Regions from separate parts of the Mus musculus genome. Here region 2 is linked to region 1. A link is a contact called in public HiChIP or PLAC-seq data. All regions are on one chromosome and are shown on one strand. Each heading gives the region's core, a stretch centred on a gene start, on an enhancer-like site or on the middle of the called end of the contact. The rest is flanking DNA. Distances are from core to core; before and after follow the strand shown.

What was found. HiChIP or PLAC-seq counts read pairs in DNA pulled down with a chosen protein or histone mark.
Region 2: an H3K27ac HiChIP or PLAC-seq map of embryonic stem cells shows a contact between it and region 1, with 9 read pairs. The contact joins two enhancer-like sites. A contact is called at or near these places in 4 of 484 Hi-C or Micro-C datasets (bone marrow-derived macrophages and embryonic stem cells), 8 of 115 datasets of contacts at active chromatin or transcription factors (all in embryonic stem cells) and 1 of 9 other capture datasets (embryonic stem cells).

The regions. Positions count from the first base shown.
Region 1 is chr10:87,682,854-87,689,157 of GRCm38.p6, reverse strand. No RefSeq gene overlaps it. Among named protein-coding and RNA genes, the nearest start is that of Gm30073, 110 kb to the left of the region's middle. Within about 2 kb of position 2,982, at least 8 of the 459 cell types and tissues checked have an H3K27ac peak or open chromatin away from gene starts, as enhancers often do. A contact at or near this core is called in embryonic stem cells, where this site is marked.
Region 2 is chr10:87,923,911-87,930,214 of GRCm38.p6, reverse strand. All of the region lies in intron 3 of Igf1 (insulin-like growth factor 1), which reads right to left. Among named protein-coding and RNA genes, the nearest start is that of Igf1os, 64 kb to the right of the region's middle. Within about 2 kb of position 3,359, at least 82 of the 459 cell types and tissues checked have an H3K27ac peak or open chromatin away from gene starts, as enhancers often do. A contact at or near this core is called in embryonic stem cells, where this site is marked.

The DNA.
Region 1 (6,304 bases), core at 1,733-4,232:
GTCCTTTCCCCAAATGTTCCACAAGACTACCTGAGTTCCATCTAATGTTTGACTGTGGGTATCTGCATCTGTTTTGGTCAGCTGCTGGGGGGAGACTCTCAGAGGACAGTTATGCTAGTCTCCTGTCTGTGAATCCAAGCTGACAGATGCAAACATAGCCCGAGGCTTCAAGGTAGTTGAAGGTAGTTGAAGGCAGGCCAGCAATGTGTCCATATAGATCCTCTGAGGACAGCAAGGCACATTCCCCTGTATTGGTAGGGGTTGCTATTGTATTCATTTATGTCTGTTCCACATATGGCACCAAGTATAGCTGTCGACAATGTCTTCACATGTTGCATCATTGTGACAAGGCTTTGACCATCAAAGAGGCTTCAAAGTCTCACAGTGTATTCCTGTAAATCCACTACTTGGGCAGTAAGTGGGAGTTGTCTCCTCTATCCACACATAGACCTCCATGAAGACATGGCTGACTGTTACACTCATCAAAGTTGAGTTGACATGGGTCTCCAAGGAATCCAGGTACACAGAAGTAAGCCCCAGGAGCATCCTGATGTGTGACACCACATAGACATGGATGGCTGGGATTATTTTCTGTAAGTGTGAAGCCACTAGAAAACCAACCATGCTCCAGTGAAAATTCACACATCTGGGAATATATGAGTACCTCAAATTGGACTCACTAGCTTTAAATTTTCCCAAAAAATGGACATGATGTTGGGTAAATGTGGATGGTGAATCTGAGAGGAATTGGGGGAGGCTGGATCCTATCAAAGCACATTGTGCAAAACTCTCAAAGGACTAATAAAAATTAATGATGCCAAATCCATACACTGTAGTAGAGTGTCTCCTAGCTTAACTTTAAAATAGTAAGAGAAGTTTATAAAAATGTCCCTTAAAATTGTGTGTTGGTATGTGATAGGGCTCAGTAAAAGCTAACAATTACGGTGATATACCTAGGAAGAGGGGTGGCATTCAGTCTGAATTGGAGCATGATTTAGGTATAGAATCTGGTGTGATTTTTGACAGATTTTTCTGGTCAGTCAGGAGGGCAAGTCAGAGTGAGAAAATTAGTCATTGCTCTATAGGCATGACTCCAGAAGGGACATGTGAACAAGGGAGGATCAAATTTCACAACCACCACCACCACCACCCTTCCTCCAACCTCAGTCTGTCTGCTCTCTGGCTCTGTGATGTCATACTCTTCCTAAATCTGAAAACTAGGCAGCTATGCTTTCACTAGGCCAGAGGTTCTCAACCTTCCTAATGCCACGACCCTTTAATACAGCTCCTCATAGTGTGGTGACTCCCCAACCATAAAATTCTTTCTGTTGCTACTTCATAACTGAAACCCTGGAAAGGGTCATTCAACTTCCAAAGGGGTTGAGATGCACAGATTGAAAATGGCTACAATAGGTGATATGTTTTTAAGTGGGATGGTTGATTTTTTTTTCTTCATCTGGGCCCTGGTCTGTCTTTCAAGGTCCTTTTAAAATGTGCTCCTAGCAAGATATTGCTGAAAGGACCCAGATGTAGCTGTCTCTTGTGAGACTATGCCAGGGCCTAGCAAACACAGAAGTGGATGTTCACAGTCAGCTAATGGATGGATCACAGGGCCCCCAATGGAGGAGCTAGAGAAAGTACCCAAGGAGCTAAAGGGATCTGCAACCCTATAGGTGGAACAACATTATGAACTAACCAGTACCCCAGAGCTCTTGACTCTAGCTGCATATGTATCAAAAGATGGCCTAGTCGGCCATCACTGGAAAGAGAGGCCCATTGGACACACAAACTTTATATGCCCCAGTACAGGGGAATGCCAGGGCCAAAACGTGGGAGTGGGTGGGTAGGGGAGTCGGGGGGAGGGTATGGGGGACTTTTGGGGTAGCATTGGAAATGTAAATGAGGAAAATACCTAATAAAAATATTTAAAAAAAAAAAAAAGAAAGAAAGAAAGCAGGTAGGAAGTTCAAGAATGTAGTAATTTTGTAATGCAAGGTTGGTCTTTAATTGGTCCATGCTTTTGGAGGGAGAATGTTCTCACAAGCCAAGTACCATGGGGAGGGCAGTGGCAAAAAAAAAAAAAAAAAAAAAAAAAAAAAAAAAAAAAAAAAAAAAAAAAACAGGAGCTGTTCTGACAATAGTAGGAGTCAGACAGCTTGGAGTTTGGAGGAAACTGTAAGATAGAGGGAGGAGCTACGTCTCCATAGGCCCATCAGTGTTAAAAGAGACATTACAGCAAGTAGAGCTTTGCACATTCAATTAGCGTTGATATTCTAGAATTGAGTGGCAGTATAGATCAGAAATGGTTGATCATGTCTGACCCCAGATCATGAGAAGTTATATTTGTAGACAGAAAATGGGATGTGCCTATAGGGTAAAAAAAAAATTGTGAGGTACAGACTTGTCTCTTACTGGTTATCACACTTATCTGTTTTTCTTGAACAGGGTTTGAACAGTTGGCTGTCTGAGAATAAATTAACCTCAGGTACTTATTACAAGAGGAGGTTACATTTCCACTGACACATCAACTCAGACTACATTTCATCATGGGCAAGATATTTCTAGGCCAAACCCCAACTGTGTCTTAGAGATAGTGTGAGGCCAAGCCATCCCATTTAGAAGAGATCAGGAAACAGTCTGGAACAAAGGCAGGCTGGAGGCTGGCTATCAGATGTGCAAATGAACTCTACCCCCATTGTGTCTTAAAGTAAGCATGAAGGATGTTGGGGCCGGCCAGCGGCTCACATGTCCAGATTCGAGCCTGGAAGGCATCTTGGAACTGAAAAGAGGGAGCCAAGGCGGGTTGAGAAATAATGGAACCAAGACAACTAGTCTGCTCAAGGTTCAAATTTTTAATGGCAGACACACTTTATAAAAGGGGGGGGGGGAGTCCATTCCCGCCAATTCATCCTTGGAGCCTGGAATCAGCTGCAGGTGATGATGTGCAGGCTAGGGTGTAGTCTCCGCAGGTAGCAGTATCTTGAAGAGGAACAGCAACTGTGGCTCAACAATAGAGTGATCTAGGGAGGAAGGCTCCACCCTAGATAATCTCCTTAGTGGCAGCAAGGTCAAGTTCTGGCTCAGCCTGCTTCAGGCTAATGGGAGGCTACAAAGGATATGAAAGTCAAGGAACAGAGGTTACAGAAGACATAATTAAAATTTCCTTTGTCTAGAAATAGCCCTCAGCACATCCTATTTACACAGAGAGCCTACTGATTTCCAAGCAAAGAAATACAACCGCCTGCTCTACAACTGAGAACAGTTTTTTAAGTAAAAGTGTAAATAAAGACCTGACAGAGATAATGACAACTTAATTAAACACCCAGAAAAGGACATGTGTGGCTAATTAAAACTCAGATAGTGATGGTGGAAGGAAGATACAGTTATTTTGTTTCATACTAAAAACATGTCTGGAGAGCAACTCAGAGCTACAGAAAGCCCACAGTATCATCCAGTGGGACAGGTTCTTTCCATCTTTCCCCTCTGCTAATCTTAATGCGATTCAGTTAAGTTCACTACCAGGACTCCGGCCACCTTGTTCAGGTGTACAGCATGAAGCAAAGGGTATGCACGCACCATGATTCTTTTCTACATAAGGATCTTTCTGAGAAGTCTCCTGTTCAAATAACACAGATAGAGTTGTCACCTTTTCAGAATATCACTTTCTGTTGTCTGTCTGTAACTATAACCTGCTACGTCTTGGGTTAAAAAGAGGGGTAGAAAGAGTGTAAGACTCAGAAGACCAGGGCATACTGGGAAGTTGTGTCTTCTGGATATAACAGGAAAGCCTCATTCATGAAGTCTTAATAGTAAATTGCTTAAAGAGACCAGAACAATGACACCAGTGGACATGCCAGTGAAAATGGGGGAAATCTCACCAGGACCTGCTGTTAGATGAAAAGCTATAAACAAATAATGAATACTAAGAGAGGCCCCTAATTAGTTATTCAGTACCAGCTGGTCAACCCTAAAAATATATACATCCAAGCCACAGTAAATGCTTTTAGCAGGTTGTGTTTATATGTATACATGTGTGTAAGTATGTGTATATACACTTCCATAATGATAATTTTTAAGCAGAGTCCATGAATGTGAGATGGGGCTGGGAGTGGTAAAGACACAGGGGGACTTGGTGGTAAAAGAGGGCAAGGGAGCTCTGTCAATGCAGTACTAATGCAGACTGCAGAAATGCTCAGAAATATGTTTGAGTCTCTATATTTTATACAGACACACACATTATATACATATATGTATATATGTATATATACATATATGAAAACATTCATTTATGTGTACTGATAAGGAATACTCTCTTATGAGTTTATAAAATGCGACTAAAAATTGTTAAAATTAAAACTTCAGCCATCCTTGGTCCTGTGAAGGTTCTATACCCCAGTATAGGGGGATGACAAGGCCAGGAAGCTGGAGTGGGTGGGTTGGGGAGCAGGGAGAGGGGGAGGGGATAAGGGATTTTCATAGGGGAAACTGGGGAGGGGATAGCATTTGAAATGTAAATAAAGAAAATATCTAATCAAAAACAAAAACAAAAAACCTTCAGCCATGAGGTAAATGTGGCCCTGGAGAAAGAAATATCAGTTAAGCAGTTAGTCAGCTAAACCATTATTTTGAGCAACTTTGAAGTAAATTTAAAATAGATGCAACGTCTAATGAATTGCCTCAGTGAACCATTTTTTTATTAAAACATCAACTAACAAAGTTAATTCAAAAGATTTAAAAAAAAAAAAGCATAAAAAACCACTAGTGTGTTCTATGGTTTCTCAGTGTCTGCCAGCAAGCAGGTACTTGGAGACCACAATTTTCCATTAGTGTTCATTAATTCTCTTACCACTGTGGCCCAACACAAATAGCTCAACATTCTTCCTCATTATACAGCCCTTCCATTCTTTCCTCTTCCTCAATGTTTGCCGAGTCTTGGTGATGGTGGTGGTGGTAGGGGGGTTAATGTAGACTGCCCATTTAGGGTTGCGTGCTCATCTCTTATCTTCAGTAATTTGACCAATTCATCTTTCCACTGACTGCTGTCCCCATACAAAGAGGCTTATCTGACTAAATTTGAGAACATCCAAAGTCTGTAGGTGTGAGCATAAATATCTAGATGGACATCTGAGAGCACCACCAGTAAGCAAAATAAAAATATCAAATTTTACCCTAGAGCCCATGGTTTCCCTGGCCATGGGCCTTAATCAGAAGTATAATACCAGACATGAAATCTTCCCCACTACTCCATGGAATGTGTCTCAGCAAGAGATTGCATAGAAATTAAGAATATCATTAAGGTTCATACTTTAAAAGCCCATAGTCTATAAAATTGGAAACGCTAAAAAAAAAAAAAAAAAAAAAAAAAAAAAAAAAAAAAAAAAAGTCGATGGATTCCTAGACACATACAAATTAACAAGATTAAAGCAATATGAAACAGTTTAAAAAGGCCCATGACCAGTAAAAAGATAGATGGAATGACAAAGAGCCAACCAACTAAAAATCCTAGAATCAGATGGCTTTAAGGAAGAAGTCTACCAGAACTTCAAAAAGGAATCAACACCATTACTACTCATTAGACATAGAAAGGCTCTCAAATCCAAATCTGCCTATGAAACCTGTATAATCCTGACACCAAAATCTGGTAATGACAAAACACAGAAAGGAAAACTGCAGGCTGCTCTTGCTGATGAGCATAGATGTAAAACTTTGCAATGGAATAATGGTAAGCCCGATTCAAGCTCCTATTTTAAAAAGCCCTTCATGGCACAGCCAAATTGACTTTATTCTACACGTGAAAGGATGGTTCAACACACATAAATCAGTAAATGATATCCATGATAGAAATAGACAAATTTAGAAATCACATGATCATCTTGATAGATGTAGAAAGCCTTTGGCAAAATCCGACATCCCTTCTTGATAAAAGTCATGGAGAGGCTAGAAATGGAGGGGACTTATCTCACTATAATAGAGGCTAAATATGATAAACCTATAGCTAACATCATGCTAAATAAAGGTCAACATCAGAGATAAGACAAGAGTGCAACTGTTTCCACCTCCATTCTGTGTGAAGCTTGAAGTCTGAGCTAGAGCAAAAAAGACAACAGAAGTGGGGAAAAGGCATAAAATAAGAAAGGAAAACATCAAGGCATCCATATTGGCACATAGTATGATTCTTTCTATAAGGGATGTAAAAGATGCCTCCAAAAAACAAAAAAAAAAAAAACAAAAAAAAAAACAAAAAAAAACTCTTACTGATAGACATCTTCACTAAGTGGCAGGTTGCAAAACTAATACACAGAGA
Region 2 (6,304 bases), core at 2,110-4,609, 240 kb before region 1:
CTGGCTCTAGGAGCACCCATAGCATAGGTACCATTGCTTCATAATTACACCAAGAGGCTACCCTGTCTATCTGCCTCTTTCCCAGATTCACTCACAAGAAGGACATGCTGAGAATTCTAACCTTCTGACTGGAAGCATATTTTTCCCAGTGAGCAAAACCAAACCAAACCAAACCAAACCAAACCAAACCAAACCAAACCAAACCAACCCAACCCAACCCAACCCAACCCAACCCAATCCAATCCAACTCAATCCAACCCAACAACACCAAACCCATCAGATCCTGGGGTTACCTCTATTGTCTTGCTACACATTGTTTTATACTACTGTTTTGTAAAAAGGAAACATTGCTTTAAATAATGTTTTTTCCCCACCTCCTATGGAGCATCTTTGGAGCAGAAGATTGAAAAATCAGGTAAAAATCACAACAGTTTGATGTGAGCTCAACCCCCTATCCTCGGCTCCTTTCGACCATGTGAACTTGCTTCCTCACCCATAAAATGGAACAATAGTATCTAGGTTATAAGAGCAAGGATTTGGCATTCATGAAGGCCCTTTTCTGGACCAGAGGCATAATCAACATGAGCATTAGATGCTATTATTCATTTCTTCTCTTTCTTGTGTCGTCTTTGTATTCATGTATGTGTGTGTGTGTGTGTGTGTGTGTGTGTGTGTGTGTGTGTGTATTGTGGGTGTGTATGTAAATGTGTATGTGGCTATACCTGTGGAGCTGCAATATTTTATTTTTAAACAGACTTTTTCATCAAACACAACTAGAATATTGAAGAGTAAGCTCAGGGCATCTGCCTGTTTCCTCTCTACTCTCTGAGCATCAATGCCTGGCTGCCGATTCTTTATAGGAATGCTTAGAATTCTGAACTCAGGTTCTCATGCTTTCAATGGTAAGTTCTCCACCAACTGAGATGTCTCCCTGCCCTTGTCATGTCACAGTAGTCAGAAAGTAACCCTCCCAAGGCCAAAATGCCAACTACTTTGAGTTGATATCCCTATTATTTCCTCAACAGATAAAGATGTCACTGAAGGAATATGAATTTTGTTTAGAACAGAAGTCCTATGAGACTAGAGACTCATCGGCTTTGTGAGTGTTAAAACTCTGAGTCTCATTTGGGATGTTGCAGGTTACTTTAGCTCTAATCAGAGGGCATTCTGTAGGAGGATGCAGTAGACAGTTATAGGTACAGAATGACACGCCATAAGTCACAGTAGCTTTTATCATTGGGACATGTTTCTGTCAAGACCAGTCATTCTCACACTGGCATTCAGAACTGCCAAACTTTTCTCCTACCTAAGGGAATGCACACCCACTCAGTCTCAATGCTGTTTGGAACTAAGAGACTTTAGAGAGTTAGGGAGAGGGAGAGGATCTAACACTGATGAATACTACCAATACAAACAAATACGAGGGCTGGAGAGATGGCTCAGTGGTTAAGAGCAGTCAGTGCTCTTAACCACTGAGTTCAGTTCCCAGCAGCCACAAGGTGGCTCACAACCATCTGTAATGGGATCTGATGCCCTCTTCTGGTGTGTATCTGAAGACAGCTACAGTGTACTCATAAAAATAAAAATAATCTTAAAAAAAAAACCCAACCAAAGAAATACAAACCAATACTTATCAACTAAGCCTCTTAGACATGTGGAGAATTTTATCACACAAATGGATCATCACTACTGGAACATGTGTTCTGCCTCTGAGTCCTTCATGAAACATGAAAGGAAACTATCCCTTTGTGAGTCAATGGTCATTATCATAAGGACAGAACAGAAGAAAAGTGGCATTATATAAACATCACTCTTTAAAGTAACAGGTTCATGGCCATTATAAAAGAAGCAGGCCAACAGGAAGTGGGGCCTTGAGTAGAGCACCTTGAAGTGCCATCAGTTAAAAATCCTGAGACCTTCCCTTTATGTAGCATACATCTTATAAAGTTCCCTCAACGCACATTTGTTGCTGGACAAAGCATTACCCACTAAGCTATGGATGAACGTTTGTTCCTTATTCTGCTTCTTATAATCATTTTTTTAATAGAGAAATGAAAGGAAGATATCTGGCAAAAGAATGGGGTCATTAAAGTTTCCAAACTATTAGAAACTTTACATATGGGCTCATCTGATTATCATACCAAAAGCTTGGAATAGTTTTAAGGATGGCACTATTCTACTAAATTGCTAACTAAATGAACCAACATATAGGGAAGTATACTAATTTGGATTTGAATATTTTCTTTCCTATTTAAGATGCACACTAGCTTAGAAATAAAGAAAGGAGTCAAGAAATGTACACGGTAGACCAGCTCAAGAATGAACTGGCAACAGCGAAAGGAATCCCATGATCTGTTGAATCTCCAATTCTCAAGCTGAGCTGCAACTTTGTTAAAGATCACATTTAGGTATCTTCTGTACTTTACTTTTTAAATGCGCACAAGGGTTGTGCAGCAGCTGAAAGTGGAGAGATGAGGTTCGATTGGCCATTTTACAGATCTTTATCTTCTGGGCCTTTCTTTTCTCTGAAAGTAGAAGATAGGCAGGGTGCGGTTGAGCCGAAGTGTCCCCTAGTGGTTATCCCATGGGTCTGACTCAGCCTCCTCCAGGGGGGACGGGGGCGGGAGGACAAGGTGGGGTGAGGGGGTGGGGGGTGGATCGAAGCTCACCCACCTCATCCACTGCTCTAAGTAGCATGCTTCCAGGCACACAGGCTCAGAGAACCCATTTAAAACCAGCTGTGCAGTCTAGTTTGCACTTGGCTCCCTTCCCAGTCTCTCACATGTGACTTCTTTGTTGCAGACAATGATAGTGACTAACAAAAGCACTCAGGGACTTGGTCTCAGTTGCATCTGTTGCTTTTCTCATTGTCTTAATTTAATTATGCTGGTTACCCTTGACAATAGTCTACAAGTGGAGGTCCTTTAGGAGCAGCGCTCCTCGGAGCTGGCACCCACCTTCAATGCACTTATTGAACGGTTATGAAACAGTTTCACATGCAGCCAAGCAAAAACTTTTTTTTTCTCACTTCAGCAGCTTGTCCAAGACAAACAAACCAGCTGAAACTGTTTCTAGTGTGCAACTAGACAGATTTTTTTGAAAGGAAAACAGTAGTGAGTAAATATTATTTCCAATTGACACCAGAGAAGGTAAGATTTAAAAGAAAAATGCCAGTTCTCCAGCTCTCTGGGGTTGATGAAAGAAACCAACCCTTTTGAAAGAAGGGCTAACCAGCTTATTAAGGAATGAGCTGGGGAAGGGATTAATCTGTAACGGAGGCCGTTTACTCTCTTCCACGGCTCTCACACTTTCCCCTGAAAAGTTACCCCTAGACTCTTTGAGAGTGAAGGTCATCAGAGGTTACTAACAAATGTCACAAGAATCTCATTCGACACCTGCTGAGGCTTTATGGTTGAGTGAATTCTCTCACCAGCTCCTCACATCCATTTTGGCAAGGTGACCTTATTTGTGTCCACTCCATTTCCAGACTGAGGCTTGCTAAGATTTACTGACGTGCCTAAGGCCGCAGAGGAACCGTTAGATTCCTCTAAGGTGATTGTTAGAGTCAAGAGAAGCAATGACAGTAATCATCACTGAAGCATCCATCACATGCTAAGGGTTACGTCATCCATGGCTTCTGCTTAAGCTTTCTTGTTTATCCCACACTATTACACAGGATGGGCACTGGCATCATGATCATTTGACATTTCTTATTACAGTTAAGCTGGGCTTCTGGTTTAGATTTATGGAAGTGCTTTCTGATTCTGGAGGTGACCTGTTAGTTACTCTGCTACTCACCACTCCAAAGAGATAAGAAAAAAGAAAAAAAAAAAAACCTCAAAGATCTCAAAAGTCTCAAAGATCTAACAGTGGTAGCTCATGATGTCATCAGCTGTCCACCTCCCCTGCTGGTTTATGAATGAAGGCATGATGTCTCGGGTAGAGGACTGTAAGATAACAGGGTGGGTGTCCTTCCTGACCACAATGTCAGCTTGGCTACATTCGCATGGTTGTTTATAGAGATCTAGAAATGTAGCACTTCCAGTTAGCAAGAGCTATCTCCTTGGATATTATTATTTCTTATTTTTTTCACCATGCCTATTTTTTTGGGTCGGGGTTTGCCTAGGGGAAAGGATATAAAAGAAAGATGATAGACTCTTTAATAAACTTCAGGAAGGAAGCCTTGATAGTTTCAATAGACTGTGTTTCCATCTTCCACCCACTGCAAACAAGTTAAGTATTGTAGGGCATAGTCTATGAAGGGCCTGGCATCCTATAAAAAATGCTGGGGAAATAATGTCTGGCATAGAACATTAGCATCTTATTTACAGAACAAAGTACTAACTCAGCAGTGACCTTCTCCATAGAAGGACAAATAGAAGAAGAAAGAACAGTGGATGATTGACAGGTGGCACAGACAGCAACTCTTCACTTGTTGAAAAGGATATGCTGTAGGTTTTGTTGTTGTTGTTGTTTTTTGTTTTTGTTTTTTCTGATTGGAACACACAGCACTGGCACTGTGCGGGATGATTCAGATGTCTTGCTACCAGCTTTGACATCTTTTGACTTCAAGGAATTCCAAGTTCAAATTCCAGGACACTCCAGTTGGCCTTTCCTTCTTGGTAGCCAAGCTGAGTGTTAGGATAGTTCGAAAGACCCATACTCCTATTGTGTATGGTTGACTCTTTAGGAGCGAGGCACACACACGTGTGTACATGATTTTAGTTTGCCTAGCCTCTGGCTGTCTTCCTAGCACGGCTTTCTTCCTCCTTTAATCTGATGGGAATCTCTAGTTACTCCTCTCCATCCCTATGACTTCTTCCTTTGAACATTTCTATTGTTCCAGGCTGACTCTTCACCTAAGCTGTGTCTGAATGTAGTGGGAATACAAAGACTGGACACACTCTTAGAAAATATACATCTTCAGTGGCCAACGTTGTCTTAAAGACTCCCCCTATGGTTGTTACACTGCCCTTAACACCTGATATTAATCTCAGACAGTCCTACCCGAGCTCCTTTCTAACTCTTCTTCTCTTGGGATCAGGTATTGTTGCTATTTGATGGTTTTCCCAAATTACTAAACTATTTTCTTTGATATAGGTACATATTCTTATCAAGTCTTGCTTGTTTTCCCAGAAGCCATGGGCTTCCATGTCTAGGTTTGATCGCAGATTCCCTACCTCACAAGAGTTATGTGACTTTAGACAGTCACTGACTTGTTCTGGCCTCAGTTTCCTCTTCTATAACTTGAAAGAGTTGGGGTAAAAGCACTGATGTCACCAAGCCATTTGATTGGTTGCTTTAACTTTAGTACTTTTATTTAGCACAGGGAGATAGCTACCATTGTGTGCATGGAGGCTCCATATCAGAGACAGTTGGTTCAGATCCACTCTGTGAACTTGGCCCTTAGCAATGCTATTCTAGTCTGGCTTGTGTGCAACCTTGGTGTGCCGACTTTTGTAAGAATACTGACATGTTTTAGAGTAAATTTTGAACATGTTTATCTCCCCACTTAAAGGGAAGCTCCCTGAGGCTGGGGGGACATATTTCTTTTATCTCCGTATCCTCCCTAAACTCAAGCAGGGTGTTTGAGAAACAAAAGCCAATAGCAAATGTGGCTTCTCATTTATACTGACTTAAATTTTCTGCAGAAACAATGGGGTAGAGTTTAGGTCAACAGTAAGCATTGTATGGCCACTTGTTGTGTTCACAAAGCAATATAGAATGACCCTCTCCTGTCTCAGAACTTACGCTGATGACTGTGGCACAATCTGTGTTAACTAAGAAGTGAATGGAATAGTGGGGAGCCTGGTTAACATGTTGGGATCCATCTTGGGTGTGTATCCTGACTTGGCCAAATGGGATCCATCTTGGGTGTGTATCCTGACTTGGACAAATGAGAGCAAGATTTTGACAAGACATTTAGCCTTTCTCAGTTTATTTTCTTATCTCCATAGCAGGGAAAATGATAGCATTTCCTATGTAGGCTTATGGCAAGGTTATTCACTAAAGCCAGTGGCATAGGGTAAGCATTGAATAACTGGTAGCTATTCTTATTATCTAGTGTTTAACAGTTCCTACTACCAGAGTATTTTCCATGCTAGAATGCCACCTCTTTTACTGCTGATTATGGGCCAAATTAGCTACCTCCTGGGTTTGCAGAGTACCCTCAAATGTTGGGATAGCATGCCCATAGCTCTTTCATCCTTTGCTCTTTTAATACATAATAACAAATGAATAAGTAACAAATAAATGTCTGATAAATAAGTAGGCATCTCAGGAGTCAAGGAACTTGCATTCTTCT